Regions from separate parts of the Mus musculus genome. Here regions 2 and 3 are each linked to region 1. Evidence: chromatin contacts called from public Hi-C and HiChIP or PLAC-seq data. All regions are on one chromosome and are shown on one strand. Each heading gives the region's core, a stretch centred on a gene start, on an enhancer-like site or on the middle of the called end of the contact. The rest is flanking DNA. Distances are from core to core; before and after follow the strand shown. Region 1 overlaps Gm33592 (a long non-coding RNA gene). Region 2 overlaps Pip4k2a (phosphatidylinositol-5-phosphate 4-kinase, type II, alpha). Region 3 has its middle 53 kb from the start of Armc3.

The links. Hi-C and Micro-C count contacts between places; a contact is called where the count stands out from the background. HiChIP or PLAC-seq counts read pairs in DNA pulled down with a chosen protein or histone mark.
Region 2: an H3K4me3 HiChIP or PLAC-seq map of fetal liver shows a contact between it and region 1, with 4 times the contacts expected there. The contact joins two enhancer-like sites. A contact is called at or near these places in 5 of 39 promoter capture datasets (the C10 cell line, the HPC-7 cell line, neutrophils and 2 more), 1 of 15 datasets of contacts at CTCF or cohesin (the NIH/3T3 cell line), 13 of 484 Hi-C or Micro-C datasets (B cells, CD4 T cells, CD8 T cells and 9 more), 2 of 115 datasets of contacts at active chromatin or transcription factors (fetal liver and microglia) and 1 of 9 other capture datasets (liver).
Region 3: a Hi-C map of the G1E-ER4 cell line shows a contact between it and region 1, with 2.0 times the contacts expected there. The contact joins two enhancer-like sites. A contact is called at or near these places in 3 of 39 promoter capture datasets (the C10 cell line, the HPC-7 cell line and hippocampal neurons), 13 of 484 Hi-C or Micro-C datasets (CD4 T cells, the G1E-ER4 cell line, LSK cells and 9 more), 1 of 115 datasets of contacts at active chromatin or transcription factors (neural progenitor cells) and 1 of 9 other capture datasets (liver).

The regions. Positions count from the first base shown.
Region 1 is chr2:19,009,569-19,014,487 of GRCm38.p6, reverse strand. Gm33592 (a long non-coding RNA gene) reads right to left here. Exons shown (of 4, transcript XR_374032.2): 3 at 2,636-2,804. Among named protein-coding and RNA genes, the nearest start is that of Gm33592, 5.2 kb to the right of the region's middle. Within about 2 kb of position 2,812, at least 16 of the 459 cell types and tissues checked have an H3K27ac peak or open chromatin away from gene starts, as enhancers often do. A contact at or near this core is called in the G1E-ER4 cell line, the HPC-7 cell line and fetal liver, where this site is marked.
Region 2 is chr2:18,869,076-18,873,994 of GRCm38.p6, reverse strand. Pip4k2a (phosphatidylinositol-5-phosphate 4-kinase, type II, alpha) reads left to right here. Exons shown (of 10, transcript NM_008845.4): 5 at 1,565-1,711. Gm33534 (a long non-coding RNA gene) reads left to right here. Exons shown (of 2, transcript XR_374031.3): 2 at 1-611. Among named protein-coding and RNA genes, the nearest start is that of Gm33534, 7.5 kb to the left of the region's middle. Within about 2 kb of position 2,679, at least 10 of the 459 cell types and tissues checked have an H3K27ac peak or open chromatin away from gene starts, as enhancers often do. A contact at or near this core is called in the G1E-ER4 cell line and fetal liver, where this site is marked.
Region 3 is chr2:19,143,533-19,148,451 of GRCm38.p6, reverse strand. No RefSeq gene overlaps it. Among named protein-coding and RNA genes, the nearest start is that of Armc3, 53 kb to the left of the region's middle. Within about 2 kb of position 1,896, at least 100 of the 459 cell types and tissues checked have an H3K27ac peak or open chromatin away from gene starts, as enhancers often do. A contact at or near this core is called in the G1E-ER4 cell line and the HPC-7 cell line, where this site is marked.

The sequences.
Region 1 (4,919 bases), core at 1,563-4,062:
GACGTACACACTCACATACATACTCACACTCATATACATACACTCATACACACTCACATTCATACACACACACATTCACACACACTCACACACATACACTCACACACACTCACACACACACACTCACACACACACACTCACATACATACATGCATACATACATACATACACACACACACACACACAGTACTTACTCGGGGTGACAGGCATGCTAATTAGCTTATAGCATGTGCATGCAGGCAACAAAGATCAGATATATTCTAAACAAGTATAAGTAAAATTTTTGTCAATTTTATTTCAATGAGAATTGAAAAATGAATAATAAAAGTGAAAGCTAAACAAAAATTGAAAGGCAAAGATGGTCAAAGTGGATTCGTTTTCAAGAGCCCAACTTTACGCTGTCTGTGGTTTAAATAGAAAGATATATACAAGTTAAAAGCAAAGTAATGAAAGGCACCTTGCAAAAGAACACTGAAATAATTATATTAACTTCAGATGAAGCCAACTTTGGAACATGAAGAAATTGTCAGACAAATGAAATAAAATCATATATTCTTGCTAGGTAATTATTATTAAAGTAACCAATAATAATAGTGTATCATAAAAGAAAGCACCAGGCTGGCAGGTTAAACTCAACCCACATTTAAGAAAGGGGTGGTATTAATTTTCAACAAATTTTTCCAGATAGAAACAGAGGAAACATCTCCTAACTCACTCTGTGAGGCCAGTATGACCTGAACAGCAAGATTACATACAGATACATACAGACACTAGCTAGACTAGGAAGGTGAAGTTATCCCCCAGATGAAGGTTGGTTCAACATTGAAACACCAGGCACCGCCATCTTGATGTTAACAGGCTTTAAAAGAAAATCATACAACTATGTCAATTGATGAAGAAAACACTTTGGCACAAATTAAACCATTTTTCCTGGTTAAAAACTCTTGGTGCATCAGGAAAAAAAGAAGAGTATTTCCTGGAGACCATTTACCAAAATCTTGCAGATGCCATTATATGTAAGGCAAGGAGGGCCCCTCTTACTGCTCCCAGCGTTATACCGGAAGTCCCTGCTGCTGCAATTTAGTTAAAAGACAAATTAGTAAGAGGTAAGGATGGAGGAGACAGAAGTGACTTTGTTGACAGGGGAGATTTGTCTATGTAGAATATTACACTAGATAAAAATTAAAATGACCAGGTTTGGTGGCACATTCCTTTAATCGCAGCACTTGGGAGACAGAGTCCAGTGTACCTGTGTGACTTCGAGGCCAGCATGGTCTACAGACTTAGTTCTAGGACAGCCAAGGCAGCATAAAGAGACCTGTCTCAAAACAACCAAAAAGAGAAAACTGACACCTGGGATGTAGGATCCTGGGATAAGGTCCAAGTTCATGAAATGCAGGATTAACATATAATGGAACATAGAATGCACAATGCTTTCCCACAGCAGCGACGATTAATTAGAATATCAAGCCAAAATACAATATGGTCCACAAACAGCCTATCCCCCAAATGAAATACTTAAGTATAAGTGTACTAAACTATATTCTAAACCATGTTTAGAAAACTGCCAAGTTTTTGACAAAAAATACCTATTTGAATCTCTAAACAAACATTTCATATAAAATATAGCTTTGAAAACTCCACATTAACATGTGAGTTCTTCCCTACCTAGATCTATGGATTCTATACAGTTCCAACCCAAACCCCCAAAGCTCTTTCACAGATATTGACATAACTCCTTCTAAAGTTGACTCAGGGAGGCAAAAGACCCAGAGTGGCCACCAAAAATGCTGAGGGATGAAGTTCGAGACTTGATGCTGCCACCTAAAACCTTTCTATAAAATCTACAGTGACCATGACACTGTACTGTTGGCAATATCATATGTAGACAGATCAAAGAACACAAAATCCAGAGTCCTAAAGGAGACCCTACAAATTTAGTGACCTGAGTGTTGTCAAAGGAGCGGAGGAAGTACTGGCAGAAGGATGGTCACCAAGAAACGATGCTATAACAACAGACACACACATACACATTCATAAACACATATACATACATACATACACATATACACATATATTTACACATACGCATATATTCACACACACATACATGCACACACACACGTTATGCCTTTCACAAGAAATGAACTCAGAAAGATCAGCCTAAAGCCTACCACAGAAAACTCTAAAACAGCTAGAAGAAAACACACACCAGCCCTTGGTTTGGGTAGTAAGGTTTTATCTACAACATAAACCAAAAAAAAAAAAAAAAGAAAAAAAAAAAAGAAAAAGAAAGAAAAAAAGAAAAGAAAAGAAAAGGATAAAAAAACTTCATCAAAATGTAAAATATCTGCCATTAGAGACATTGCTAAGAATAAGAAGAGGAAAAGACAAACCATAGACGGGGGTGGGGGGAACGTGTTTAGAACATGTTCTTAGTAAAAGATTGTATCTAGAAGACACAAAGGATCTTAAAAACTCAACAATAAGAAAATGAACATCCCAATTTAAAGATGGTCAAAAAATCTGAAAAAAGAACTTGGCAGCAATAATTAGGGAAAGAATCCCCCTTTACCCCCCCCTCACTCCCTTACCTCCCCCCCCCCCGCACCCATCTTCGCATCCCCTCACTCACCTCCTTACTCCTCACCTCTCACACAGCCCCCCCCCCCCCAACCGGGGTTAGGATCCTTCAGTGGAGCCTCATTTGTCCATTTGCCCCATGTTATCGCTGGTGACTTTATAGAACAGGAAGGTCATCATCACAGAAGGTCTTGTGACAGGTGGGACAGAAAGATAAGGGCCTGCGAAGACGAAAGTACAGATTAGAGCTAGGGAGACTCCAAAATGCTAAGCTGTTGGCTGTGAACATGGAGGCAGAGTCCAGGGTCAAGAAATGCAGCATCTTCTAACGGCTGAAAGAGAAGAGGAAATGGGTTTCCCCCAGAGCCAGCACCAGGAGAACCCTGATAGACTTTGAATTTAAGCCCTGAAACCTATCTCAGACCGCTGAATTCCCAAGCCAGGAAAGAATCAACTTGGAATGCTTTAAGCTAACTTTTTTTTTCTTTCTTTTTTTAATATTTATTTATTATATGTAAGTACACTGTAGTTGTCTTCAGACACTTCAGAAGAGGGCGTCAGATCTCATTACAGATGGTTGTGAGCCACCATGTGGTTGCTGGGATTTGAATTCAGGACCTTAGGAAGAGCAATCTTAACCGCTGAGCCATCTCTCCAGCCCACTTTAAGCTAACTTAAATTGTTGCTCCCCTCAAATCCTAAGCCAAGGTCTTTAGAAGGGACCTTGCCCATAGTTGTATCTGAGAAAGGGGTGTGCCCCTGACATGCTACGGTGTTTCCTAAATTTACTGCAATGGGTTATGCCTGAAATAGGAAAGTCTTAGAAAGTCTATCTGTTTGGGTTGCAAGCTCCTTTTACCCGGTGGGTGGGTAGTATTCTTTTCTATTGTCTTTCCGTGGGTGAGGCAGGGTTTAAGCTCAGGGCTCGATTCTGGCTCTCAAGGTTATGACATTTAGTATTTACATCCTAAGCCAACCATCCCTCCAGCTCACCCTTGGCCAAGTGTCTTTTTCTTTATTTCTTTTGTTTCTTTTTGACTTTTAGAAATATATTTGCCATTTTAGTTGAGCCCTTTGTTGAAAATATTTTATATTTCTCATTTGTGATGGTTTGTATATCCTTGGACTAGGGAGTGGCACCATTTGGAGGTGTGGCTCTGTTGGAATAGGTGTGACCTGGTTGGAGTAGGTGTGTCACCGTGGGTGTGGGCATAAGATCCTCACCCTAGTTGCCTGGAAGTCAGTCTTCCACTAGCAGCCTTTGGATGAAGACATAGAACTCTCAGCTCCTCCTGTGTCATGCCTGCCTATATACTGCCATGGTCCCACCTTGATGATAATAGACTGAACCTCTGAACCTGTAAGCCAGCCCCAATTAAATGCTGTTTTTTAATAAGACTTGCCTTGGTCATGGTGTCTGTTCACAGCAGTAAAATCCTAACTAATACATCATTCATTCTCAAACAACTGTTTGGTTAAAAAGATTCAAAATGACACGACAAACTGATAAGTAAAGGGCAAAAATGAAACTCAAAATGAGACTCAGGCAAAGCTATACTTGAGTAAACATGCACAGACTGAAACACATCTATTATAGAAGAAAGATTAAAAAGAAAAAATAAATAAAAAACTATTCAATTCAAGAAAGTGGAAAAAGATAAATAACTGAAGAAGAGGAAGAGAAGGAAGAAGAGGAAGAGGATGAGGAAGAGAAGAAATTTTATAACTAAAATTAGAGTCAGATGTGGTGGTGCACTCCTTTAATCTTAGCACTCAGGAAACAGAGGCAGGTGGATCTCTGTGAGTTTGAGACTAGCCTGGTCTACATAGTGAATTCAAGGACAGTTAGACCCCATTGCAGATAAAAATAGAGGAAAGGAGGGAGAGGAAGAGGTAGGAGAAAACAGGAGCAGCTAGCAAGCACACTTACCAACTTGTTAAATGTATGTACAGCATGTGACATCACCAGAAGAAAAGGAAAAGACTTCGTTGACAAAAATGCTCATGAGAATAAAATGCTTAGTGCCAAACCCAACAAGAAACATGTAAGGTGTATGTGAAGGAAATGATAAGATTTACTGAAGACAATAAAAAATAACTTTGTAGCAAATAAAGCAGATGTCCATGGTAGACCCTTAGGTAAGGAGTCCCAATGTTACATAACTGCTTAGTTTAATTTTTGTCTGTAAACTTAAAGCAATCCCAATAAGAGAAGTTCACTCTCAAGTTCATAAGGGGGAAAAGAGCTTACACATAACCATTTTTTGGAAATAAAACCATGATGATTGAAGATTTGACCAACAAGTTAGCAAAATATGAAAATACAGTGGCTTTTA
Region 2 (4,919 bases), core at 1,430-3,929, 140 kb after region 1:
GTACAGACTGGTGTGGGGTCTTTTGACATCCTCTAACTTGCCATCCTCACAGCTGTTTGGGTACTCAGTTTCTGGAAGATGAAACTAAGACTGCTCATCCACCTTCTACTACTGGCAAACAACACACTTTTTAATCCCTTCAATTGCTGTGGGAAATTTCCTTTTCAACCGAGAACTATTAACCACCTGTTGTGCATTAGCAAACCTCAAGTCCATTTATTGGTTTGAAATTAAGCTCCACTCATCTGATTTCAAGTAACAAGCTGAGGAGAAACTCCGTGGGAAAAAAAAAAATAGACTGAGCTCAAATATACATCTCAGCTGTTACCTGTAAGGCAGGGGAAATCTGAAGCATCTTGGACATCTGTCAGGACTGCAGAACTAAAACCAGCTGCAGTGACAGATGCTGTGTAGCTCCAATGAGCAAGATTGAGAACTTTTTTCTTCTTTCGCTAATTAAATATTCCTAGAGTTGATTACTAATAATGTTTATCACTAAAAAATCCAATTAGAATGTTTTTGTTAAAGTGTTGTTGTTGTTGTTGTTGTTGTTGTTTAAATCAAACAGTGTAACCCTTTTTAAAGACTCAAAATAGGGGTTAAAGAGATGACTCTGTGACTTGTTTTGTAAAGATCAAGTTTGAATCCCCGATGCCCATGTAAAAAGCCAAGCATGGGAGCGTGTACCTGTAACCTCAGCACTGAGGTACATGTATGCAATACACATGCACATGCACACAGGCACACTCCCCAGAATAATCCAAAATACAACCCTTAAAACATTGGTAGTCATCCTTCCAGGCATCTGGTGCAGGCAAATGGGTAGGGTGTTTACAACATTGGATTTGGGGTGTTGGTACTATGCTGGAGGTTTAATCTGTGTCATGGGCTCATTTAGACACACACACACAAAAGGCTCATTTAGACACACACACACACTCACACACACACACCCATTTTAAAGGTCCCTGTGGTAGTTTATCAATGGCTACTTCCAAGAGGAAGTAGCTCCCTCTTGTGGCTCATTGGCGTATGACCCAAGTCATGCTGTGTTTTTGCAACCCTGGGACTTGATGGCACCTAGCACCTAGTCAAAGAAAGCTGACTTGTCGTTAACTCAGGGCCCCTTCATACCCACTGAAATCAAGATGGAAAGCAGAACACCCAAGCTTCCAGCACCAGACTCCCAGCATCCTCTTCTTCACCCTCTGCCTCACTACCCTCAAAGGTCTTGATCTAGTGGTGAATCATTCTCAGGGGAGGGGGAGGAGGACAGAGGTGGACAGTCCTTCACTTCAAAGGGGTTTCCTTTCTTGCCTTGAGCCACTGTGTTCAATTTTGACATTACAGATTAGTTGGGCTACTAGGAAAAGAATATCTTTAGTGGTAAGATTAAATGTTCAGATTTATATATAGAGAGAGAACACAGATCTGATAGGTGAGCAGCATAAAGCAGCTTAAATGTTTTCCGAAAATAAAACCTCAAGAATTGGACATTTCTACTTTATATAAACGATACACCACGTTTTGACAGCTACTTTTCCTTTCTCTCTCTCCTATACAGTATATAGTGGAATGTCATGGGGTCACACTTCTTCCTCAGTTCTTGGGAATGTACCGGCTTAATGTCGATGGAGTGGAAATATATGTGATTGTTACAAGGAATGTGTTCAGCCACCGGCTATCTGTATATAGGAAATACGACTTAAAGGTGAGGTTGACTTTGATAATTTTCAATAAGTTTCACGTTCATTTGCACAAGCCTACTCGCCCATATTGTTTATGTTATCATGTGAACAAAATGGTCAGGGTGCTTCAAGAGCTTGAATCTAGCAGGCAGTTGCCAGCACGTAGGATTAAGCAGCCCATGTTATTACAAGCATGTCAGCCACATGCCATGTAGTACCACATGCCATGTAGTAGCTAAGTGCTGGGGATAGTTTATGAGTTAAACAGACCAGGGACAGCAAGGTGGCCCAGCAGGTAAACTGGGGGCACTTGCCCCCTAAGCCTCATAGCCCAAGGTCACTCTTCAGAATCCAGGCTAGAAGGAAAGAATTGGTTCCCAGAAGTTGGCCTCCTGTCCTCTACTTCACGTGCATAAAACACACACATACGATGATAAAAGAAAACCGAACAGATCTTTAAGTAGGGATGATTACTATCATTATTATTGATTATTATTGATAAATAATGAGCGCTGTGGATGGAAATGAACGGGGGGAACGTCACACTAGTTTTTATTAACAGTAAACAAGCACTCTACTACTAAGCCACAATCTCAGCCAGTTTTCCTCTTATTTTGAGACAAGGTTAGCCCAGGCTAGCATTGAACTCATCCAGAAGCCAACACAGACCTTGAGTGTTAACACCTTGCCTCAGCTTGCCTAGTGCCTGGGACCACAGGCCTGTACCACCAGGCCTACCAAGGCATACATTTCCAGCTAGGATGTTAGGTAAGGTGCATCTGGAAGGGTGGCATTGGTCCCATCTCAAGAGAAATGACAAAGGGAAAAGCCTGAGATCAGACATACCAACAATTTAAAATGAGACCACTGGAGAATTCTGAATTCAGTGACATGACCTGACTTTTAGACAGCCAACTCTGACAGTGTATGTATGCCAAGACCAAGAGGGGTTGCATCTTTATAAAGTTCTGTTGCTGTGTCATCACGTGCATGGTTTCTGTGTTATCTATGCTCTCACACTGTACGGGGCACCGTGAGCAGTGACCAGAGATACTGTATGGACCATGAGGCTAAGATATTTACTCTCTGACCCTGAAAAAGTTCATCTTCCCCTGATCTGTGGTACTCAGTTCTAAGGATTTTGGTTTTTTGTTTGTTTGTTTGTTTGGTTGGTTGGTTGGTTGGTTGGTTGTTTTGTTTTGTTTAATCTTAGGATTCATTCACATGCACAAAAGAGCACCCTAAAAAGCTTTGCCTTCTGTTGGTTATGTCTAGATATCTACAGTATTAGAAATAGAAGCAGGGCTGGAGAGATGGCTCTGCAGTTAAGAGTACTTGCTGCTCTTCCAGAGGACACGAATTTAGTTCCCAGGATCTGGCGGCTCATAACCACCTTTAACTCCCACTTCCAGGGGGTCTGACACCCTCTTCTGGTCGCCCCCATAAACCCTTACATATAAATATATAGGCTCCCTTGTATTCCCTTACATATAAATAAGAATAAATCTTTGCTTGAAAGAAATTTATGAGAAACACTAAACTATTGATATTTATAGTTATTTTAAATAATATTAAACTACTACATATTAATGAATTTTTATGACAGCTGTATTTTTCAAAAGCAAAATATTAGTGAGTCAAGCCTCATGGTTTTACAGTTCTTTCTATTAATTAATTAATTTATTTATTCACCTCACATCTGGAATTCTGCACCCCTTCCTCCCCTCACACAGCTCACCCCCATGGCTTTACATTTTGTTTTAGTTAAATGTGTCCTTTGGCTTTCGTGTTTGTATATGGTGCACTCCTCCCGACGCCTCCTTCCCTCCTAGTCCTCTCCTGCCCCTGATTTCAGGGCTCTGTACTGTGTGGATTCATTAGGGACAGTTGAAATGTCCTGTCCGATCCTGCTGTCAATACTTAGCGGTATTTGCATGAGTAACTGGGAAAAACAGCTGAGTCCACACAAATGTGTAGTTGGGAAGGAGAGATGTGGAGTTTGGGGAGTAATTGTAGATATTCTTTAATAACACACCAAGACTTAATGTCAGTGCTATCTTAGTTAGCCTGGAGCATTTGTACCCTGTTCATTAATACCCGTGGTCAGTTGCAAGCACTGGTCCCAGTGTGTGGTTTTATAGTCATACCTGTTTCACTGGAGACATAGCGGTTCCTTAATTAACACAGGTTCTCTTAATGTTGACATATTGAATTACAGAGTATCAAAAATCATGTGACCATCCCTACTGGTCACATAGAAAGCCTTCCATGCATGGGAACCTGAGGGCAGATACAGTTTTCCAAAAGTCTGGTTTTCATTTGGTAGCCCATTACCACTGACCTCAAAGTCCCATCAGCCATGCTGGAAATGACAGAACCCAGCTCCTCCAGGGCACAGAGCCTTGCAGTTTCAGTCACTGTCAAAAAGTGTCCGTTTCTCAGGTCTGGACAAATACAGTTTATTTGTCATTTCTTTTTTCGGATACAAATGTTGCTTTATGGACGAGAAGGTGTCTGTTTCGGCCATAACTGTTCCTGTCAGGAAAATGACTCTGAGCAGCATTCATTGCTGAAACAGACATGCTCTCTGCATGGCTCTGTTCAGAATGCGAAAGGTGTGTGCTTCAGAGTCAAGACCCTTCACTGCTTTATCAGGGACTTTTCATTCAGTTGCTAGGGGTTTGTGGTATCTCCATGACAGATACTCCTCACTGCTTCATAGGACAGAGCCCACTGTGTGTGTGCAATGTCCTTGTGACTATCAAGAGTAAAGAGACAAGTAGTGCCTCAGTGTTACAAAAACAGTTTTGTCAGATGTGGTTGTTGTGCTGGTAACCTCAGCAATCAAAAGGCTGAGGCAGGAGGATCACAAGTTCAAGGCCAGCCTGAGCTACAAATTTCAAGCCAGATTTTAAATGCAGATGTGGTCCTGTCTCAGAACAAACATCAAACAAGCAAGAGCTTTGACTTGCAGGCCTCTGAGAGTACCTCAGGATTCTGAGCCACACTTGAAGAAATGCTAGAGTAAATCAAGAGCAGCCTTGTGTCTGCTCTCTAAATCCCAGACAGCGATCACAATTCAAGCCATTTTATTGCCTTGGGATTGCCTCCGGGGCATCCCAGCCACACCCCGTTCTCTCATTTGGCACCTGCTCTTTCCCAGTGTCTGGAGCTACACCACTCACAGGCTCTAATGGAAATTTCAGGGTTCTAGATGGTGCTCTGACTGTC
Region 3 (4,919 bases), core at 647-3,146, 130 kb before region 1:
GTTGCTGAGGCAAGACACATGGAGGGCTCGAGATGTTTGCAGGGTATAAATAGGACTCAATGGACAATGCAGGAGGCTGAGCTAGGCTTGCTTATAGAGCTAGATGTGCAACGCTTGAGGGTCTCAAGTCTTCAGTGATCTTCACTTCCCTGAGAGAGACACAGCCAAAAACTTCTCCTGGTGTTCCTCCTGGTCCCTCCTGCTAACTAAAGCTGAAGCCTGGCTGTCTCTGCTAGGTCATGTCATCGCTGTTGTTAACCCAACTCTACTGAACTGGACTGCTGCTGTATCCATGAGGTGTTTGCAAGTAGACCAAGCTGCCACTGTTAACCTGTGAACTGAACTGCTGATTTCCAGACAACTTAGATGGGAGTTGCTCCAAAGAATCCTTCTAAACAGATCCACTTTCTCCATATCCTTTCTTTCCCACTACCTTTGGTGAGTAGTGGGCCATAAGGGAGGTTAAAGTGTTTAAGGACCATCATTGAAAATAGGATTTGAAAAAATTAGAATTACACACCTGGGTCCCTCCCTTCCTCTGTCTCCTGTGATTATTTTGTTCCATCTTCTAAGTGGGATTAAAGTATCCTCACTTGAGCCTTCCTTCTTGTTAAACTTCTTATGGTCTGTGGGTTGTATCATAGGTACTTTTGGCTAATATGTCTGGCCTCAGTGGGAAAGAATTCACCTAATCCTGTAGAGATTTGATGCCCCAGGGAAGAGGGATATAGGGGTGGGGTGGGTGGAGGAGAAGGGAAAAAGGGATTCTGTGAAGAACTCTGGGAAGGGGGACCAGGAAAGGGGACAACATTTGGGATGTAAATAATAAAACAATTAAAAATTTAAAAATTAACGAATTAAGTGAATAAATAGTCATATGATCTTTTAGGGTTTGCAGGGATCTGTTCCATGGGTGGCACAAAATCCTAACACTACTACTGATGCTATGTTGTACTTACAGACAGGAGCCTAGCACTGCTGTCCTCTGAGGGGCTCTACCAGCAGCTGACTTAGACAGATGCAGATACTCACAGTCAAGCATTGGACTGAGGTCTTTGACCCCTATGGAAGAGTTAAGGGAAGGACTAAAGGAACTGAAGGAATAGCAATCCTACAGAAAGACCAACAGTGTCAACTAACCTGGACTCCTAGGAGCTCCCAGAGACTGAGCCACCAACCAAAAAGCATAGAGGGACAGGTCTGAGGCCCCAGGCACATATGTAACAGATTGCCTTGTCTGGCCTCAGTCAGGGATAGGGGAAAGAACTCTGTGAGGGGGAACTAGGAGGGGGCAACATTTTGGATCTAAATAAATAAAATAATTAATAGAAAAAAATCAGGCCCATCAGTCCATCCTCAGGATCATAGTGTTAGCCTTATCTTGCCTCCTCTTTCCCTGTCTCTCAGCAGAACTCAGAGCTTAGCAACATTACCTAGAGACCCTTGATAACACTTAAGGTCCCCTTGCTCTGCATGCCTTTTGGTTTCTCTTTTCTGGAAAAAAAAAAACCTCACCCGTGATGGAGTCAACTGTATGCCTCCTAACAGTCTATAGTCCCCAAAGAAAGGCACACAGCAATGCAGACTTGTCTCACCATGGGAGTATAAATCCTAGCATATGTGTTCATATCACATATCCGCTAATGTAACGGTTCTCTTAGCTCAAGGAATTATATATAGTCTGTGATATGCTTGCTATCATATAAACCTTAAGTGTCCCCTGAACGTGTGCGTGAAATCCTGGCCTCCAGAAGGCACTGCTAGGAGGTGGCAGTGGAGGTGGAGGCTTCAAGAGACGGGATAGAATTTCTGTCCACAGAGCAGTGCTCCAGACGGGCATTGTGTAGCCGCAGCCACTTCCATCTTCCCCCCTCCCTAGCCAGGAAGCAAATGGTTTTGCTTCACCATGCTCTCCTGCATCAACGTGCTGGCTCACCACAGCCCCTGAAACAATTAGGTCCGTGAGTTATGGACTGGCTGGAACCTACAAAACTGAGGAAGCTAGTCTATTCTTATCTGTTGGCCAGCTCAGATGTTTGTTATTGTAACAGAACAGTGACTTACACAGTGATGAAACTGCCTCGAGGTGGCTTCTCAGATACATCCCCATCACTGAGAGATGTGTAGCAATTTTGTTTCTGGATTCTCCAACATTACATTTTATTCCACCACTGTGCAATTCAAATTAAAAGGATATTCGGGTTTTCAGTTTGGTTTCAGTTTCTCTTGTTTTTCTGTCCACTCTTGTTGATTTACATTTAAATTTTTTTTCTCCCTAATTTCCAGACTTTGATGCAAAGGCCACTGGTGGCTGGAGCTTAGCCAGGTCGCTGTCATACCATTACAGTGGCTGCATTGTCTAGGGCAGCTCTTGCTGCTGTCAGAGCCCTACAGTCCCCTGTCCCAGCTCCAGTACAGAGTGTCCCTGTTGCTGTTTGTCTGAGCCATTGTTTCTCTGATTCTAAATTTGGCTTTACAATCTAAGTTCTATCCCAGTTTAAGCTCACACCTGTCCAAACTGACTAAGAAGGTTTGTCACTACTGTGCAAGCTGACCTATGCTTTGCTCCCTGCATGGGGGGGGGGGGGGGCCACACCCTCCTGTTTCTGTTCTCCAAGACAGAAAGAGATGCTCTTTGGGGGTACTCCGATGCACACCTAAGCAAGCTTGCAGGCTAGCTTGGCCTTACTCTTCTTTCTCATATTGTGCTCACACTAACTTCCTTTTCTTCTTCCTTGTAGCCCCAGCCTCCCTGAACTTTAACCCTGCAGACAACAGTAGTGGCGGCAGTGGCAGCAGCAGCTCCCTTCCAGTGGTTTCTGTGGGGAGCCCCTCTAAGATCTCCTTCTCTGCAAAGTCATAACTGAATCTGTCACATCCTCTTCCTTCTCCCACTCCACCAGTCCCCAGCCAGCACCTAACATACTGTCATAGCCCTTCACTTCCCCATTTTGGGAAATCTTTACTCTGAAATTCTTAGCCCCAGTTCAGGTCCCCATCCTGACTTTCAGACCACGTACACCTGATCCCTAGCAGAGGATGGGCCCTCTGGTGAGTTTTCAACTTGAGGATGGTGATAAAATGTACCCCAGCTGCCACTCTGTTCTTGCTCTTATTGAGGCCATCCATCAAGGGTTTACAGAAGGTTGTCAACACTTTATCATGAAGTAGCCTTTGTAGTAGATGATGTTTTCCAAGTGTGGCTGACTGTTGTAAGTTCTCTGAGCACATTCGATCTGAGCCAGGCTAAGATTTGGAATTACAGAAATTTTCATCATAAGGTACTTTTTTGTACTTATGATGGATTTGTTAGAACAAAAGTTCAGGCTATCTTTAATCAACACCCACTTGCAGAGTTAACCATTCACTGCTTTTGTTGCGCATGAAGGTGGACCAAGCAGAATGGGTTTCTGATTTCATAGGAATTTGGCAGGAAACTGCTTCTGAGGCAGAATCCTGCCGTGGGTTCAAGCCCTACTAACCCCGATCAGTTTGATGGAGTACCAGACCCAAGGATGCTTTCACTGCCAAGGGAAGACTGCCATCACCATCCTTCTGTGTGATGACATCTATCAGAAGTGGCAAATGACATTCCTGTCACACCAGCAGCTCAGCCAGGATATTAGTATGTGTGGTACATTCAGTACATTGCTCTTCTGAGATTTAGAAAGATAGAGGCAAAATCTTATGACTTTGGAGAAAAAAATCTTCATAGATTTCCACAAGGAAATCGCTACCTGAAAATCTAATAGAAATGTTCAGGTTCTAATATACAAATCCATTTGGTATTTAATGTTGTTTTATGAATGTACCCTTAAAGTCAGGCTCTATAATTAAATAAATGAGTGCAATCTAAGTATTAATTATGCAATGCCTATTTGCTTTGCCAAAGAAATATGATCCCCAGAAGGCTTTGGTTTTGTATTTAATTTAATTAGTGAATTTAATGCTTGTCCTCTAAATTGCTCTTCTTGTACTTTTGCTAAAGGAAGGTGGCTAGCTTGTCAGAAGGAATCACTCACGAATTGGCTAATTAATTGCTTTAATCCTTATATGATGAGATTCACATGGAGATAGAAGAGGACATTCTAAGGACAGACCAAAAAAAAAAAAAAAAGAAAAAAAAAAAAAGCCCTAATGTGAAGATCTTTTCCATACAAGGATTCTTCATGTAAAAGGATCAGATTAAGGAAAGAAAGGTTTACAGAGATATGTTAATCACTTCTGTCTAATTAGAGACCAAACATTAAACGACAAAAACCAGAAGTCCAAGCAATTTCAATCTTCATAGGCTAGGATTCAGAAAAACCCTGGTGCTAACCTAACCTGACATTTGCCGAATATTGAAGGCCATCACTGTACTACCATGATAAATCCTAGACCTCAAAGGTCACGCCAGTGTTTCTAAAGCTCACATATGATATTACAGTATTTCACAATATAGATTCACAGCATGTCCATTCAAGTTCTCTTTAATTCACTGCCAAGGAGCTAAAACAATCATCTGTGTGTGTGTGTGTGTGCGTGTGCGTGTGTGTGTGTGTGTGATCAGTGTGATAATAAACCTGTTCCCATTAACTGATGAATAGATAAAGAAAATATGTCTCATGCATACCATGGAACACTACTCAGCCATTAAAGTGAAGTCCTGTCATATTGTAGAGTAAAACTGGAGGCAATTATGTTAAGTGAAATAAGCCAGACAGAAAGACAGGTGCTGCATGATCTCACTCATGTGAGGAATATAAAAACAGTTGATCTCAAATGGATTAACTATAAAACAGTGGTTACCAGAAGCTGAGGGGTATGGGATGGAAGGGGTTACCTTAGTTACCTTTCCCCTTGCTGTGACAAGTACCCTGAAAAAAGGCAACTTAAGGAAGGGCAAGCTGATGTTGCTCTTAGTTTAAAGATGCAGT